Regions from separate parts of the Mus musculus genome. Here region 2 is linked to region 1. Evidence: chromatin contacts called from public HiChIP or PLAC-seq data. All regions are on one chromosome and are shown on one strand. The core of a region is the stretch at or near the end of the contact, and the rest is flanking DNA. Distances in the headings are between cores, read along the strand shown. Region 1 holds the start of Fundc1 (FUN14 domain containing 1). Region 2 has its middle 36 kb from the start of Fundc1.

Region 1 (4,469 bases), core at 747-3,246:
GATTTTTCAATAAAGCAGTATTAATACTGTGCCTGTGCTCCATGGAATCTTCACCATAATTGTTCTTTGTTTGTTTTAAATTATGAAATGGCATTTACAAGAAGGCATGGGGCATCATTATTCCGAGGTTCATGGAAAACACACATGAATAAATGTCATTTTCCCATGCCAAGAGGAAGTATGTAAATATTTTAATTAGCACAAGATGAATTTACCTTAAATGTAAAGAAAAAAAATGCTTACAACTTAATCACTGTCACTTCAAAAAAAAAAGAGTCATCAACATATTTCAAAATACTGAACTGTTTCTGCCCCTTTTTATCTGGTTAATATTTTATTCCAAAAATAATAGAATTAAAATACATGGTAACAACAATGTAAATATGTGCTTACATGAGCTGTTGCTTGATTAATGGTTATTAGCCACTCCTTATTGTACTCCAAATTATTGCATAATAAGTAATCATTGCATTAATTCTAAAGCAAAGGCAATCTTCTCAGATCTTCTTCAAAGCACTATCATAATCAGAACCAGTACACAAAAAATGTAGAATCTGATGCATCATTGTGAATAATTTTTACAGACCATTAATGCTTCTATGTACAGAGCTGAGAATCTTAGAGGCTAGTTCTGCAATGGGAGTTCTCATGTTTTTTCCAGTTATTGGCACTGAATAGCAAGTAACAACTTACTTATAATTAACTTGCTTAAGTTGAAAATTTGTTAATGAATTAAAGGAAGTGTAAAGGGTGGAAGTGGAACTATGGTGGGCCTTTGACAGAGGGAAATCATCAAAATCCAACCAGGACTATCTGAAGGCTGATACAACCAATAAGATCCGGGAAAAGCCCCAAAGTTGTGTTCTTCTGGAATTTAAAAGTGGGGAGCCACTGAAGATTTATGGAGGCTGTGCCATTTACAAAAGGACAAGAGCCAGGTTCCCACTAAAATTTAATGAAAAGAATGTTCTCACCAGCCAGTCACGCCACCCATTACAATCTGAGTAGCTACTGAGTATTTTTCTACCATAGGTCCGGAACTGTGGCCAAATACTCGATTCCACCAGTGGTGTCTTCTTGCATATTCAGTTAAATCCAACACTTCGTATGATTCGTCATCGCTTTCATAGTCTTTAAAAATACAAAATGGAAAAAAAAAACATTCATTCTACAGTCTGAAACGTCTCACAAGCTGTTTTCATAAAACCTGTGGGCCAACACACTGTCATGTCTGGTCTACAACTAAAAAGGCCCAGATGTAAACGAAGGAGCGTGATTAACTCGATCTGGGAGACTAGGGCCTCAAGCATAAAGGGCCTAGCAACAGCATCGGCATTTCCTTTCCCAAGGCTTAGGGACACGCAGCCAGAGGCCAGTTGAATTACAAAGCAGTGGGCGGTCACCCGCACAATGAGAATAAGGTCAGGGCAGGGTACATTTCCATCTGTGGGAAAAGGGGGCGAGGGGATGATCCTTCCATGAAAGGAAAAGTCAGGAACCTAGCAAGAGGAAATCAGAGCAGGACTAAAACGCAACCAACCATGGAAATCAACCCGCCAACCCTCCTAATTTTGCAAGATGGAGAAGGGCTCGAGGTGGGGGCAGGGCAGGGCAGGGTCTAGCCTTGGTTAGGTGTAGGTGAGCATGCTAAATTCCGCAGAGAGGGAAAGGAGACCTCTGGTTCAAAGGGGCTCTCGCAAAGGGGCTGTACAGCGACAGAGCCCCAGAAACACTGGAGGAGGGAAAGGGAGAAACACCATAGCAATAAAAGGTCGAGTGCTGTGGGCAGCGTCCCAGAGACTACTTCGGGCCCTGGCTGCTCACCTTGGGGAGGGGGGTTCCGGGATGCCATGATACCGCCAGCGGCCAGTTGGGGGTGGTCCCTGCCCGCCTCTCCCCACCACTTTAAAGGACGCTCTAGGCCGAGTTGGAAGTCTATGGTCTCTCTTTTTTCCTCAGCCTCCTCCTCGCCCCGCCCACACAGTCGCGTCACCGCCACTCTTCCCTGTACACGACCTCCAACAATTTGTGCGCAGCCGCAAGGCTTGGGACTTGTGATGGAATAGCTGAGTCCCCGCCCTCCTATTGCTTATGGGAAATGTAGTCCGTGCTCTTTTCCACTGTAGCCTGGGCATTACCCCAACCTGCTCTAAGTTTCTAAGAGTTTTTTGTTGTTTTGTCTTATTTTTGTTTTTGCTTTTTGGTTTTTTTGTTTGTTTGTTTTTTACGCTAAAGGAATGGAGGGAGGAGCGGCTAAGGGTAATAGAACAAGATAATCAGTTTAGTGTTGGCAGACTGTTCTTAACAAGTCTTTAGTCAGGATGCTTCAACGAAGCTGTCTTTCTGATTAGGTGTTCTTTTTTCAGGCCCTATCTTTGGCCTTTAGTTCTTTCAAGAATTCTGTTGGCTTTAACAGAAATTTCAGGCCCACTTCTTGCTTGATGTCTAATAACCCAGTCATTCTCCAGTAAGAACCCAATTAAACTAGCTCAGCAATAAACTCCCTTGATGTCTCCTCTTGGTAGGACTCTACACTTCGACCCCCTCAGATTATGCACTATAAATCTCCAGCTTTTTGTTGTTGTTGTTGTATCCCAAATTAAAATAGACCCACTATCTATTTTAACAAGTGTCAGGGCAAATATTTTAAAGGTTTTTTTTTTTAATGAAAAAAAATTTTAATTAGATATTTTCTTTATTTACATTTAAAATGTTATCCCCTTTCCTGGTTTCCCCTCTGAAAACCCTCCTCCCCCTATCACTTCCCCACTCCTCCAGCTCACCAACCCACCCACTCCTGCTGCCTGGCTCTGGCATTCCCCTATGCTGGGGCATAGAGCCTTCACAGGACCAATGGCCTCTCCTCCCATTGATGACTGACAAAGCCACCCTCTACTACATATGCAGCTGGAGCCATGGTCCCTCCATGTGTTTTCTTTGGTTGGTGGTTTAGTCCCTGGGTATCCTGGGAATAGCGGTTGGTTCATATTGTTGTTCCTCCTATGGGGCTGCAAATGCCTTCAGCTCCTTGGGTCCTTTCTCTTGTTCCTCCATTGGGGACCCTGTGCTCAGTCCAATGAATGGCTGTGAGCATTCACTTCTGTATTTGCCAGGCACTGGCAGAGCCTCTCAGGAGACAGCTATAACAGGCTCCTGTCAGCAAGCACTTGTTGGCATCCAGAAAAGTGTCTGGGTTTGGCGACTGTATATGGGATGGATCCCCAGGTCACATTTTTCTCAAACTGCTGAGGGCTCTAGTTTTTTTAGTGCCCTGTTAGTCGAGCAGACTTTTGCTTGTATTTTTGGTTGGTTGGTTATTTTTAGACAACATCTCACATAACCTAAGATTCTCTGGAACTCCCTATGTAGAGCACGCTGGCCTCAAACTTACACAGACCTACTTCCCTCTGCCTCTCCAGTATTAGGATTGTTTGTTTGTAAACATGGTCACACTATGTAGCCCAGGCTGGCCTCTGATGCTGGATTCCTCTGTCTCACTCTGCCCAGTGCTGTGATTACCGACATTCACCACAAAGCTGTGATTTTAAGAATTGTTATTATTTGAATGTGAAATAGGGATAAAGTCTGTTTTTTTACCACAAATTTCCATGGATTCTGTAGAATATAAAAACATGTTGGATACCAAAGAACTAACCCAAGTTCACATAAATCAGCACCAAACTTATTTTAAATATGCATTCTAGCCCTTCCGGTCTGCGGCAGCTCCATCACCTTGGGCTCGAACTCCGAAGACAGTCCCACAGTCCCCAAAGGACTCTCCACACGATCTTAGGATCACTGGTGAGTGGAAGACAACATCAGTTCCAAACCAATCTTGATGGGCCTGTGCCAGCAGCAGGGGCGCAGGAAACCCACTTGACCAGGGGCTCAAGTCCCTTCTGGTCAGTGCCAGCTCCAAGCCACCTTGGGCACGAACTCAACAGATCGTCCCACAGTCCACAGAGAACTCTCCACGCTACAGGCACCCTAGCACACCCAGGATCTTAGGATCACTGGTGAGTGGACACAACATCTGTTCCAAACCAATTGTGACAGGCCTGTGGCAGCAGGAGCAAGGACATGTGAGCCCTGCCTGACGAGCTGCTCAGGTTCCTTTTAATCAGTGCTGATATACCTTGGTTTCGAACACACCAGACAGCCCCATGGTCCCCAGAGGAGACACTACTTCCAGACGCTGTAACATGCCCAGGATCTTAGGATTCCAGGATACTAGGATACCAGGATACCAGGATAGCAGCAGCTTGCTCACTTCAGAACCTCGGGGTCTCAGAGGAAGCTTGACTGCCAAGAACTCTGACACAGCCAGAATCTCAGGTTAACAGGAGCCCGGAATCATAGAATCACAGAGAAACCTGGACACTGGGGAGTACTGAATCAATCCGGATTATAGAAAGGACAGGCTCCAATCAGATATATTGAGGGCAGCAAGCACTTGAGATAATCAGATG
Region 2 (4,707 bases), core at 2,188-4,687, 37 kb after region 1:
ATATCATTGTGACTCATATTTTACAGGCAAGAATTATGAGTTTTGGGAAGTTAATGACTCCCCCAAAGCCATGCAAGATGCTAATGTTGAAGCCCAGACAACAGATTCTCCCAGAACCCTCAAGAGCAGTGGTACTCAACATTCCTAATGCTCTGTGTGTGCCCTTTTAACACAGTTCCTCAAGTTGTGCTGACCACCAACCATAAAATTACTATTGTTGCTAGTTCATAAAAAATGGGAATGGGTGGGTAGGGAAGTGGGGGGGAGGGTTTGGGGACTTTTGGGATAGCATTGGAAATGTAATTGAGGAAAATACGTAATAAAAATATTTTTAAAAAAGCAGGATGCTCTATACAAAGAGTATTTCAAATATTTAAAAAATCTATTTTTTAAATTGCATGGAATTGGCATAAAATAGACAAGTTGATCAAAGGAGTTGAAATAATGACCTAGATGTAAATCTACACATCTATGGACACCTGGTTTTTGATAGAGAAGCCAGAAATATACAACGGAGAACAGAAAGAATCTTCACCAAATGGCACTGCTCTAACTGGATGTCTACATGTAGAAGAATGCAAACATCCATATCTACCATCCTGCATAAGACTCAAGTCCAAGTAGATCAAAGACTTCAATATAAAGCCTGATACACTGAGGGAAAGTTTGGAATAGTCATGAATGCATTGGCACAGGAGACAACGTCCTGAACGGAACGCCAATTGTATAGGCACTAAGAACAACAAGCAATAAATGGGACCTTGTGAAACTGAAAAGCTTCTGTAAGGCAAAGGATTTGTTAACTAGGACAATACAGCAGCCCACAAAATAGGAAAGGGTTTTCACTAACTCTACATTGGACAGAGGGCTAATATTCAAAATGTATAATGAATCCAATAAATTAGAAATCAACAAACTAAATAATCCAATTTAAATATGGAGTATAGACCCTTTTTATGTTGAAAAGCAGACCAAAAATTAGCAACTTGGTGTGAATAGACAAAAAATAAATAAATAAAGCTTCCTCTGTAAACATCAAAAAAAAAGAAGAAAATTGCAAATGTAAATATCTGATATTCAGAATATCTGATGAGACCCCCAAAAGAGTCACGGCCCACAGGTTAAGAACTGCTGCTGTGGAGAAATTGTATACCCACCCACCCTTGTTATCTCCTTCTAGGATAGCTAGTAAACGTACCAGACAACAACAACAACAACAAGAACAACAACTACAACAAAACAAAACAAAACAAAACTCTTTCATGCAATGAATTTTGATCATGCTCTTTTCTTCCCTCAACTCCTCCTCCCAGATCCTCCCTCCCTCCCTCATACCCACCCAACTCCATGCCATTTCTTTCTCTCTCTTTAGCTAACACCGAAGGAGAAACTTCTAATGATCTTAACTGAAAATCAGAGACCAAAGGACATCCTTCTCAGATCCATGGCAATCATGGTTAAACAAAAGAAAAGGCTGTATTCAACGTTCATATTGAATTTATTGTTATGTCTAGGTAGATTTTGTTTCTGTGTTTGTGATTTTGTTTTGTTTACCTTCAAGTGCTAGGGTAAAAGGCACCATACTCAGTTTTTTTTAACTAGTTTATTTATTGCTCTTTTTATTCACATAGAAACCCAAACAAACGTTTATTTACAGTCACAGGAATTGAACTCGGTGCCTTGTGTGTGCTCCATCACTGAATGGTACTTCCATTTCATGGGTCTGGCTAGTTGAAATAATCTAAGAATTGCTTCTCATTTCATGTAGGAGTGAGTGTTGACTACAAGTGTTGTTGTGAAGGCAGCTGAAAGAGTTTTGAAAACCCTAGATGAACCGATTTTGGAGGAAAATAACTTGCTTAGGCAAATCTTCAGTATGAATGAGATAGCTCTATTTTTCAAACAGATGTCTGAAAGAACTTTTACCCACAAGGAAGCTACATCGATGGCAGAGTTCAAGGCTTTTGAAGATGTCTTGCTTGGGGGCAGTGTTGAGGGTAAAAATTAAAACCTGTTATGATCTGGCACATGAGGACAAAGCATATGGATAAAGAATGCCCTGCCCATTTACCACAAGAATAGTGTCTTAAGGTTTCCATTGCTCTGAAGAGACATCATGACCAAGGCAACACTTATAAAGGAAAACATTCAATTGACTCTGGCTTATAGTTTCAGAGGTATAGTCCATTATCATCATGGTGGGAAGCATGGCAGCATGAAGGCCGACACTGTGCTGAAGAAGGAGCTGAGAGTTAGTTCTACATCTCAATCCGAAGGCAGCTAGGAGAAGACTATCTTCTGCAGGCAGCCAGGAGGACTTGGGTGGAGCTGGAATGCAGGATCTCAAAGCCCATTCACACAGTGACAATCTTCCTTCCTACAAGGCCACACCTCCTCCTAACAATAAGGCCAAACCTCCTAAGAGTGCCACTTCCCATGGACTAAGCGTATTCAAACCACTACAAATAATAGTACAAAGTCAGGTGACATCTCTTCTAAGATATCCTGCTGAACTGCTGTGCCACTGAGATGAGAAACACTGTTTGGAGAATAGCTTGCTTTCAGCATATTGGTTATTGTTAGTGATGTTCCCATTTGCCCTCCTTATATTGTGATCTTTATCTCAATATCAAAGCAATATTTCTCTCTCCAAATGCCACCAGAGAATCAGGTAGTTACAGCAACTTTTAAGGCTGGTTACCTAAGTAGGCTTTTGTCCAGGCTAGTACAGCCTTGGAAGAAGACACTGAGAAGGGATGAATACAGTTCCAGAAGGATTACTGCATCTATGGCTGCATGAGATCCTTGCTTGGAGATATGTCTGAGCAATTTCCTCCTGAGATGAAACATTCCCTCCAGGAAGGAACATGGAGGCTCATGAGACTTAGAAAGTAAACAAACATCACATGTCTGGGAAAGCTAAAGCTATAAGATTCTGGACAACCTAAGGAAATGGAGACAGTAAAAAAATGCCAGGGAGAAGAGAGGAGAATAATGTGTCAAGAATGGACTGTCTGTCAAGATGCCTTGTATATCAAGCAGAGAGCTTTAGGGTTGCAGCTTCAGTGACCCTTTGGGAACTGGTATTTTGGTCATACAACTGCTCTAAAATCATCCTTGGTCTTGTAAGTAACTCAAAGAAAGTTATTGCTTTGCCAAGCTGGACTATGGTGGGATCGTTTCTTTTTGTCATTGGTGCCCTCTTTGTGGTGAGTAGACAGAAAGGCCTCACACAGCATGCACAGAGTGATGTACTAAAGGAGTACCTTGGTACCAAGTATGGAGAGGTTATAAAAATCAACAAGGTTGTGTTTGAGATAGGGGAGCATGACACAGAGGAACTCCTCCACATAATTTCTAAAGACATGACCAATGACGAATTGCTGGGACTGGAACATGAAGACACAGTCTATAAGGAAGTAGGAAGAAGGAAATGGGGACTGGCATCAAAAAAATGAAGCTCCCTTAACAGTGGAGTGTTTGCCAACAGCTTTTGTAGATCTCAGCCAGTTCCTTAAAATGTTTGAGGAAATGGACCCTGAGGTGGTTAGTGTTAATTATCCACTTAACAGAATCTAGAATTGCTTGGGTGATGGCCTTCTGGGAGACTTTTCTTTAATTAATTGAAGTGAGAAGCCCCACCCATGGTAGGTGGTGCCATTTTCTGGCTAGCATCCTGGAAATATGTAAGTGGAGAAAAGGAATTGATCAATAGCATGCATTCACTTTCTCTATTCCTGACGTGTTCGCTCCTGCTGCCTTGAATTGACTGCTATGGTGAACTTTGTATCCTGGAACTGTGAGCCAGATAAAACCTTCTTTGCCTTAGGTTGCTTTTCTCAGAATATTTTATCACAGCAACAGAAAAAGAAACTAAGATCTCACATTTAAATATCTTTTCTAGTAGAGAGGAATGTGCACCATGCATTGTCCACTATGATGAAAAATATCTGTAAACAAGTGATTCACATACTCCAGCTGAGCTCCATTTCCTAGAATTTCCAAATCTTGATTCTTTAAATCAAGTTAGATGCCTCTAGCAAACTTGATGGTTTGATTCCTATTATTTCAGCAAGATTTCAAGAAAGAGAAGGGAAGTCAGGTGGTAGAGTCACATGTGTTTGGCTTTAAATAAGAAAGAATGAACTGTTTCAAGCACTGTCTCAAAGCCTTTTTGAGGAAATTACTTCAGAAATGCCACCAACTTGGACTGAAAGAGATGAAGAAGACAGAATGCAGGGTCCTCTTGAATGCCTAACATTCTTCTGGCAAGAAGTGCACTAAAATGGTGCTGCCTTTCCTGGGAAAGGAAGGATGACTCTGGAAGCAAATACTCAACCAAAAGTGACAATAAATTATTCCAGTAAACAAAGAACTAAGCAACATCTGCCCAGATTTCCAACTGAAGGAAGCTGTGAGGTAGTAAATGTAAGTAGTGTTAAGTAGCTTGCTTTGGGGGTGGGGGGGTGGGGGGAGCAGTGTTCTGTAGCAACAAATACCTAACACACTATCTTCATCCTGTTTTCTCCTATCCCAAGTCTAAGTACCATCATGACTTTGGTGATGTGCTTACCGGTATATACCTGTCTTAGGGTTTTACTGCTGTGAACAGACACCATGACCAAGGCAGTTCTTTTGAGGATGACATTTAATTGGGGCTGGCTTAGAGATTCAGAAGTTCAGTCCATTATCATCAAGTTGGGGGCA

The links. HiChIP or PLAC-seq counts read pairs in DNA pulled down with a chosen protein or histone mark.
Region 2: an H3K27ac HiChIP or PLAC-seq map of microglia shows a contact between it and region 1, with 22 times the contacts expected there. The contact joins the enhancer-like site here to the promoter of Fundc1 in region 1. A contact is called at or near these places in 3 of 484 Hi-C or Micro-C datasets (bone marrow-derived macrophages and macrophages), 4 of 115 datasets of contacts at active chromatin or transcription factors (the SCID.adh cell line, embryonic fibroblasts, embryonic stem cells and 1 more) and 1 of 9 other capture datasets (liver).

What each region holds. Positions count from the first base shown.
Region 1 is chrX:17,570,329-17,574,797 of GRCm38.p6, forward strand. Fundc1 (FUN14 domain containing 1) reads right to left here and starts at 1,997. Exons shown (of 5, transcript NM_028058.4): 1 at 1,825-1,997; 2 at 975-1,131. The coding sequence starts at 1,852.
Region 2 is chrX:17,605,499-17,610,205 of GRCm38.p6, forward strand. No RefSeq gene overlaps it. Among named protein-coding and RNA genes, the nearest start is that of Fundc1, 36 kb to the left of the region's middle. Within about 2 kb of position 3,438, at least 8 of the 459 cell types and tissues checked have an H3K27ac peak or open chromatin away from gene starts, as enhancers often do. A contact at or near this core is called in bone marrow-derived macrophages and microglia, where this site is marked.